Linked DNA regions of Zea mays: regions 1 and 2 are each linked to region 3. The links are chromatin contacts, called in public Hi-C maps. All regions are on one chromosome and are shown on one strand. The core of a region is the stretch at or near the end of the contact, and the rest is flanking DNA. Distances in the headings are between cores, read along the strand shown.

What was found. A called contact is a pair of places that touch in the nucleus more often than the background predicts.
Region 1: a Hi-C map of tassel shows a contact between it and region 3, with 3 times the contacts expected there. The contact joins the promoter of LOC103653308 here to the enhancer-like site in region 3. A contact is called at or near these places in 3 of 25 Hi-C or Micro-C datasets (ear, leaf and tassel).
Region 2: a Hi-C map of leaf shows a contact between it and region 3, with 6 times the contacts expected there. The contact joins the promoter of LOC732827 here to the enhancer-like site in region 3. A contact is called at or near these places in 11 of 25 Hi-C or Micro-C datasets (bundle sheath, ear, endosperm and 4 more) and 2 of 3 datasets of contacts at active chromatin or transcription factors (leaf and seedling).

What each region holds. Positions count from the first base shown.
Region 1 is chr4:62,683,071-62,686,076 of Zm-B73-REFERENCE-NAM-5.0, forward strand. It overlaps LOC103653308 (QWRF motif-containing protein 4), which reads right to left and starts at 1,659. Exons shown (of 6, transcript XM_008680245.3): 1 at 88-1,659. The coding sequence starts at 1,356.
Region 2 is chr4:62,275,223-62,278,222 of Zm-B73-REFERENCE-NAM-5.0, forward strand. LOC732827 (wound responsive protein-like) reads right to left here and starts at 1,724. Exons shown (of 11, transcript NM_001112438.2): 1 at 1,522-1,724; 2 at 431-715. The coding sequence starts at 707.
Region 3 is chr4:62,484,746-62,487,745 of Zm-B73-REFERENCE-NAM-5.0, forward strand. No RefSeq gene overlaps it. Among protein-coding and RNA genes, the nearest start is that of LOC103653306, 16 kb to the right of the region's middle. Within about 2 kb of position 1,481, at least 17 of the 20 cell types and tissues checked have an H3K27ac peak or open chromatin away from gene starts, as enhancers often do. A contact at or near this core is called in bundle sheath, ear, endosperm and 3 more, where this site is marked.

The DNA of each region.
Region 1 (3,006 bases), core at 409-2,908, 200 kb after region 3:
ATAGTGTGCATACTGACTGATTATATGATGCAAAAATATATATATCATGAACATAGGTAACGTAAGATGCGACGTTGCCAAAGTTACCTCAACACTATTTCTATGGGACAGTGTCTCTTCTGAATGTGCATTCACGAAGCGCCACTGCAGATACCTACTGCTCAGCAGACGGAGCTGGTGTACGTTCTCAATCTGGCATGCGTTCTTCTTCCCTTTCCGCGCATCAGCGATGATGTAGCTAAAAGCAGGCTGTTCGACAACCGTTCGAGCAGCCGAAGACGCGCATTTCGATTGGCAAGCTGCTGCTGACGGCCTCATCCGCGACGGGGTCTGGCAGGACCGGGAGGTAGTAGACGAGGACCGGCGCAGAGCTGGAACGGGCAGAGAAACGGCCTGCTTGATCGGGCGGCAGGTGGGTTTAGAGCTCTCCGACATCTGCGAGGAGGCGTCGCTGCTGGAGTCCGCCGCCTTGTCTTTCCTTCTCCGGTGAACGATCTGCGCCGTCTCGTTCGATGGTCCCCGCTTCACGCTCTTGCCGGTTGCTGCGCCTTCACATGGACGCGTCCTCCTTGGAGGAGAACGTCCTGCTGAAGCATCTGATGACGAAGAGGCGTCAGACCTGCTAGCCTTTTCCGCAGAAGCGGCGGTTGTCGAAGAGAGGCCAGCCATCATCCCCGGCCACCAGTGTTTATCGGCGAGGGCGACACTGTTGGCAGGGGACTCCGGAGGGCGAGCATTCTCGTGTTGGCTTTGGTCGCCGGTGTTGTTCTTGCTCGTGCTCCTTCCACGAGGTCGAGGGCTCGTGCTCGTCTTCCTCTCAGCCACAGCTCCTGGCCTCAGTCTGACCACCGGCTCTGAAGGTAGGCCACGGACTAGCCTGTCTACCTTACTGGCAGTGGCAGGGGACTGCCCGTGCTCTGCCTCTGGTCGAAGCAGGGGAGACGAGCACGAGCTCCGCGCCGACGCCCACGGGCGGTCGGAGTCTTTGCCCTTCCTTGCACGGGGTGGAGTGCCGTGTCCATCGGCGGCCGCGTCACGTGGAGACACGGCAGACGCGGACCTCGCCGCGGCCGAGGGCTTCAGCCGAGAGGACGGCGCAGGAGAAGGCGCGGCAGCCGACCGCGCTCCGTTGCACGTCGCCGAGCCGCCGTCCGCAGAGGCGGGGCCGGGGCTCGGAGAACCGCACCGCCTCGCTGCAGGAGCCGCCGGCGACACCGACACGGGCTTGAACCTCGAAGGGCTCTCTGTTCTCCGACCGGCGGGGGCTGCTGCATTGTTCTTCTCGGACGGCGCCAGCGGCCGCCTCTGTGCGGCAGCAGCAGCCTTGCTCCGCTCAGCCTTCATGATGGATTCCATGACGATGACGACGAAGGAGAATGGAATAGCCGCGCGCCAGAGAGGCAGCAGTAGTAGCACGCACCACCCACATCGGTGTGGCTCTCATCAAGGTACGCGCGCCCGTCCGCCACTGCCAGTGCCACGGCAAGGCCACGCCACGCGGGGACTACCGGAAAAGACAGAGACACGGATCCAACCACCGGGATAATCAGCCAAGATAGAAGCTAGCGTTAACCATCTCGGACGGACTAGAGAAGGAGCAAAACCCAGTCCCCCACCACACCACGTCGCGAGCGGGGCCAAGAACCCGGACCCGGACCCCCCACTCGGGGAAGCGAGCGCTACAGCGACGACGGCGCACGCTCTGGCCACCGGCGGCCGGTGCATGCCCGATGGCGACAGCCAAGTGCCGCGGTCACGCGCGCGCGCGCATTCGGCTATGGCCTATGGGTTAGGAAACCCTCCGGCCGGTTTGTTGCTACTGTAACGAGTCGCTCTCGTCACGGGGATGCCGTTGCCGTCATGCCGTGGACTGGTCCGCAACGGTCCCCTGGGGGAAGAAGAAGAAGGCTCTCTAGCTAGCGCAACGTGGGGCTCACAGGTCACAGCCATGGCGAGATGGAGGGCAGTGGACACATGCACTGCCGTGTGAATTTCCCGTGACTGAAGGTACTGCTAGTGTGCTAGCTCGGACGGACGGAATCAAGCGCGGCGTTTCCTGCTGCTCATACTCGCCGGCTGCGACGACGCTACCGGCTACCTGCATGGATGATGGAATCCATCATGGAAATCTTTGCGGCCGACAGCGACACATGATGGAGCGGTAGTAATAATATACAGCTTCGAAGCAGCAGGGGAACACATGGATGGTTCAGTAACACTTCAGCATTGTTGGTTCTACGCAGACAATGAGACAAGCCCACAAAATCCAAGCCTCCGTGGTTTAGAAAAAAAAAACCGGAGGAAACATATATAGCTGAAAAATAGTCCAAGAAACAAGCAAGATAGATAGACATGAAGAGTTACCGGCACGTTGGTAGCAGCGGCCCACGATAAATAAACTAGTATTATAAAAATGTAGCCAAATTGGCTTCGAGTTGAGCCGTTCTCCAAGTCCAGCGCGCCGCCACACCATGCGCGCGTTTCTGGATCTGAAGCGACCGGCGCTATCAACCTGGACGCACCCCCACGGTGAATCAAAATGCCCAATCGCACGGAAAGGGACGCTTGACTTGGGCGCAAAGGATTCGATGTAAAGGCGCCGTACGGTACGATACGGTTACTGGCTTGGTACAGCACAGCAGCGCGAAGAGGACGCCATGCGAAGCGAAGCGAGGAACACGGCTTGAATTGGTCGGCATATAGTTGGCCAAATGGCACTAACACGACGGGCCGGCACTGGCACGGCACTAAAAAGCACGGCACTGGCACGGCACGGCACGGACCTTTTAGTGCCAGTGCCGGGCACGGCCCGTTCTTAGTGCCGTGCCTGGGCCACCACTTGGGCCCGTAGGGTCGGCCCAGGCACGGCACGGTAAATTGGGCTGGCACGGCGCCGGCACGGCCCACCCAGCAGCCGGCCAGCAGTGTAACCCGCCCCCGGCCCCCACTTCCCAGTCCCCACTCCCCAGCCGCGGCCGCTCAGTCGCTCACTCGCTCACCCGCTCT
Region 2 (3,000 bases), core at 474-2,973, 210 kb before region 3:
CAAAATACTAGTGGTAACTAATTAGTAAATTGAGCATAAAAAATTCAAAATGTTTTTTGCTCTATCAATATAATTCAATTTGTGTCGAGTTTAAGCATGATTTTGATTCAAATTTTCTACTGTGCAATTTGCATATATTGAAGCAACTAATGCCTGGTACCAAATGATGATATAATACACAAACAGGTTGCAACAGAGGCACAATATCAGTACAGTTATAAGATAAATTACAAACCTGCAATGGAAACCATTCAGATTTTTCATTCACGTAGTAAGATACTTGTGATAAACAAGTGGAACATAGAAAGTCAAGCAACTGATGAGATAGGAAAATCAAGTCCAGAAAAGCAAATAAATAAAGCCTAATTAAAACTTGAATGTAGCACGGCATTCTCCATATAAAAGCTGACCACCTTGTGTGAAGAATTACCTGCTTCTAGCACAGTAGAATTAACATAATCTTCATCACTGTCGCTAAAGTTTCCAGCCATGTATCCATTGCCATCAGAAGACGAGCTGAAGCTACAGCATGGACCTATGTTCTTCGTAGATGGCTGAGAGATGGGAGAAATGAATCTTGAAACGTTCCTGTATTTTGAAATGGTCCCAAGCTGCCCGAATCTGGTCAGGGAGTTGTTGACCAGCGCAGCAGCAGGCGATTTGGCTTGCATTGCAGGGCGGCATAAAACTGGTCCCTCCATCGCCATCAACCTGACTACATGGCAGAAATGGAGCCAATAAAAATATCTGTCACGGTAATACCCGGATAATGTCGCGGAGAAAATAATCATCGTGTGACCTATAGTTACGGAAAAGTCAGAAAATGAAAAAAAAAATGATTCTTGCCCTGAGCCTATGCCACAACTATCGGTTTTCAGTTTCATGGCACCGACGTATCAACCTACAGTTTGGATTCAGAAGAGCTGGGTTGCGCTCTACAACCCTTGATCCATAGTTAAGTGCTGAACTTTATTTTGCATCTCAATCCCCAAAACGTAGCGTCGGATGCCTAACCACTTTGCTGAATCAAGCACCTAAACATGACAGCTTCACATATCACTGATCGTCCCCTTATACCAAGTTAATGATCCCATGATTCGCACATAATTATGCAAGTCCATCAACGCCGATGTAAAAACTATCTAACTCAACTGACCATTCGATTGCACTGATCGCCAAAGAGAAGACACCCCCAAGTTCGCGCCACACCCACCTCAGTTATTCAGGTGCAACAACAATCATACCCCCCAAACACCTTCAGCGCACCGTACCCAAGCATTACAAAGCGAGCAGAGACCAAGAGGACAAGCACGAATCCAGATCGAAGCTCCGCATCGAACAATAAACACTCATCCGCAGAAAACCAAATCCCGTTACACGAAGAGGAGCAAGCCGCCGCTGGTCCAATAAACGGGGGGAGAAAAGGAGAAGAAACAGAAGAGTCCACGAGATGGGTAACGAGTCCCAATGGTGTGCAAGGGAGCCGAAACAATCGGATCGCAGACCGCGTCAAGAACGAACCTGATTTGGAAAACGCACGAGGGAGTCCCAATGGTCTGCTTTTCCAGCAGCAATGGCCGACGCTCCTGAAAACCGAAGAAGCAGAGCACGAGGCAACTTGGGAGGAGGTTGGGAGGAGGACGAGCGACCGCAGTGGATTATTATTGATGTTTTTTTTTCCTTTTTTGTAGCAAGAGGGAGGATTATCGTTGGTTTGTTACGTTGTCTTCGGGCGGAAAAAAGAATAGAAAAGAGGTGGGATAACCTTTCGCTTTATTATTATTATCTAGAAGAGAGTGGAATAGAAGGGGTGGGCGAGCAATCGCTACCAAATAGTCTCTCCGGCACAAATTAACCGTACGTTGTTATCCATATTCAAACTCAACTCCACCAACACTACAGTATACAATACAGAACAGTAACAAATAGTATTTTTTGATAAACTTTAGATAAACTACTACAGATAGTCTAAGAGATATAGATAGACAGTAAGATATGTCAGATTTATAATCTGTCAAACTAACAAAGACTACAATAACCTATAAACTTCTGACGGTTATTGTTATTGAAAATAAGGTCTAACCCGTCAGACATAACTTATTTTCAACATCTTAGACCTTATTTTCAATGGTAATGACTCACCGATTTTAAACGGTCAAAAATAAGATTATTTTCGATGGCGACAGTTAGTGGCCTTCTATAGTTAACCCGCATAACTCTGTTGACGACGTCCGGTGGACCCCATCTATCTTATATCCTACATTCCTATGGTCACCACGAAGCCGTTGGACATAATGCATTCAAGTCCGACCACTTCCAGTTAGTCGTCGGAAGTAACAACTCTTTAAGTCTAACGACCACATTTAAGCCGTCGGAAATAATAAGTTCTAGGGAGATAAAAATTCTCCGCGCTTTTTTTTTGTTAATTCATACAATTCATCCAGATTCATACAGATCCACATTCACACATTCACATTCCCATTTGCAACACACATTTACATTTACAAAAATGATATTCACAACCACAAAACACATTCACATATAGTTCAACATCACTGTCGGAGAGGAAATTCTCCGACCGGGTGGCGGAATGCACCCGCCTAAATCCTTAGATGAGGAGGGGCCTAAGCGTTTTGCCTGCTAGATGGAATCGGGAAGAACACAAGAACACACAAGGGTTTAAAGTGGTTCGGGCCGCTGGAGCGTAATACCCTACTCCACTGTGTGTTGTATTGAGCTTGAGAGCTTGTATGAACTTGTGAGACTGAGTGTCTAAGTGAGCTTGAGCCTAAGTTGGGTCTGCCTTGTAACGTCGTGTGCTATCCCTTTTATAGCTCAAGGGGGGCACGTACAAGTATACTGAGCCCCGACATGTGGGCCCAGAGGCAAAATGGAAGGAAGTAACTACTACATGTAACGCCAGGGTGATCTCCGAGCGCCATAATGTCTGTAGTGCATATAGTATTGATACCCTGCGCTGCCTCCTCGGTAACGCGCGAG
Region 3 (3,000 bases), core at 231-2,730:
TGCATGATATGCCATGCTTTTTTGATTCAATCTAGATTAAACATATCTAACCATAAAAAATTAATCTACAGTATATATCTAACCGTAAGAATTCAATCTAGATTAAACATATCTACTAAATTAGGCAACGACTGCTATACAAGCAGTCTTTCTGTGCAAGCGTGCAAGCAAACCATCTGATCCATTAGATTACGATCCAACCACAAATACGACCATGGTTTGTTAGGGGTTTTTTTTATAAAGATTATTGAGCTGGTGGTGGAAGGGTTTAAGTGTCAAATGTGACCCACGATTAGATCACGATCTAATGGATCAGATGGTTTGCTTGCATGCTTGCACAGAATGACTGCTTGCATAGGAGTCGTTGCCACTAAATTATGGGTTTAAAGTAGATCAAGAATGATATGCCATGCTTTTTTGATTCAACGGACGAAGGAATAACCTGTCACATAGGACAATTTGATAAGGTCCGGCGACCTGCCGTCTTTGATATAGAGAGCTGATGTAGATCAGATATGCAACAATGTTGAATAGGATCATGTTAATGACTTGTTGGACCATAACATCATGGTAGATCATAAATGTGAACCTCGAATCCTATCATCAGCAACGAAGGCGCGAGAAAGATATATAGAAGACTCATTCTTCGTTCTCGTTTTGTCACGGCACAAATAAAAAAAGACAAGAGAATTATTTATACAAACTCTTGCTTTATTATCTATTATTATTATAGGAGAGTACAAGTTTGTTAACCCTCAAACATATATTTAGATCATGTTCTAAACCTCTAGAGCTAATTATTGATCAGCTAGTAAGTTGCTATCTAGTTTTAGCTAGGTTAGAGCAACTAACAACCAATAAATATTTGAGAGGTGTAGTTAATAATTACATGGTCTATTGATGGACTTATTCTAAACCTCTTAACTAATTTTAGTTGTTAACTATTAGTTGCGAGGTTTGGACCATACGATGAGGTCCGTGAGAAGCTTGGCGTGTTTGGAAAATATAAGGGGGTAAATGTGTGTCTGGAAAATATCTGGAAACACGGATGAAATGGACCGGTCGCCGTCGCCGTCGCCGGTCACGTCATTCACACCATTTGAAGTAGAAAATAACATCGGTCGCGTCACTATTCGGCGAGGAGCAATCAAGCAAGCGGATCAGGAATCTGTGGCTCCAATTGGATCTCGGACTATAGCACCACGGCCCAGTGGGTTGCCGCAAGGCGCTGCTGCTTTATCGGCATGGACGGTGGGGTGCGTGCATGTGCTGATGTGCATGCCGATTGCGAAAGGAAACCAGGAAGACGGCGGCCGGCCGCGCTGGCTGGGTCTTATCCGCGGATTCGGGGCGATAATAATGACAAATATCGTGTGGCTGGCGGGTGGGATCTGGAATCGCCCGGGATCCTGCTCCGGCCTGTGCGTGCGGTCCCCGATCAAACGGGCTGAATAAACCATCGAACGGATACTGAGTCCTGATCCAGGCCACGATGAAGGCAGACGCGACCGGACCTCTCCCTTTTGCTGGGCCGCCACATGGCCCACACCAGTGGGCTAGAGACAATAAACAGGAAACATCCGAGCGATTGAACCTCTGCATTCTGCATTGGGTAATAACACCCTAATTTTTAAATCTAAAAAAACTATTTTAATTTATATGTCTTTTAATTAATTTATAGGAAAGATATTGATTATCTTCTAGAATTAAAATATATAAAATCATATGCTCAAACTTAAGTGATGCGTTTATGCCATTGCATTTGTTTTGTGTGAATTAAGTCCCAATTTATTTGGTTATAATTTGATTTGATTTATTAATTTAGCCTTTAGAATTTAAATCTGCAAAAAAAATAGAAAGGAATTGGAACAAAGACTGAACTCGGCCCACTAGCTTTCAGCCCAATTAGCACAACGGCGCCGGCGTCCTCTCCCGGTGACACATTGGCAGTCTGGCCCTATGTGTCAGAACTCACTCATGCACGGTTCTCCCTCACAGTTGGCTGGCGAGTGGGAAACCCTTGTCATCCCCTTCCTCCCACCCATACTGCACCATGTCGGCGAGAGCAAACTCAACTCCAACACCGTTCTAGACAAATCCTGTCCTGGCACAACTCGACCGACTGAGTCCAATGCAGATACGAGTCCGACAGAGGTCTTCCCTAACCCATACGACTTCTTTCCCTTAACTATCTGCGCCCAACTCGATATCAAGTAGAACCAAGAGTTTGCCAAGTGTTGGGACTTGCTCTCCTGGGCAAGTTGATCTAACGGGGGAGTGGAAAGGATGCAAGTAAGGTTTAACTCGAGATGGCAATTGCTCTGTTAATCTAGCCTCTCAAGGGCACTGTACGGGGGTATTTATAGGTGCCCGAGCGCCCAACATCCCGATGTAAGGACGCTTATGCCCTCAGACACCTGGATTATCCCCAGAATATTCCCATAAGGGAGGGTTACAGACTGTCATTACAGAAAAGCTATTACAAATCCGGCTCGTAACACACCTGTCCATGCGGGGCCTGTTACAATGGGCCGAATCCCACGTGGGCCTCCAGGTCGGGTGAGGACGTGGGATGGAGAGACTTCGTCGTAGGCCTTCGTCTTGCAGTGAAGAGGACGAAGGGTGGGCCGTGCCGGTCATCTTGCCTCTGTCGGTGCAGCGAGTTGACGAAGGCCTGGAGCGAAGGGTAGCGTCTTCGCCTTCGCCCCAACATTTTCCCTCCGAGGGACCAGTTCGACTGAGTCATCTGGTGTCGAAGACGTCACTAGATGGTGGAGACGCTGCCCTCACTCGAAGTGGTTCCGCGGGGGGTTTTGATATGACCGTTGACGGACGCGGTACTGTTGGACTGCGAGCTTCCCGAAGCGTCGCGCTCTGTGTATAAAAGGGGGGCGGCGCGGCTCAGGCTCTCTTACCTTTCTGTGCGCCGCAAAACCCTAGCATTTTGAAACCGTTCGCCCGCTCGCCTGCCCTCCTTGCTCCTGTTCATCGGAGATCTGG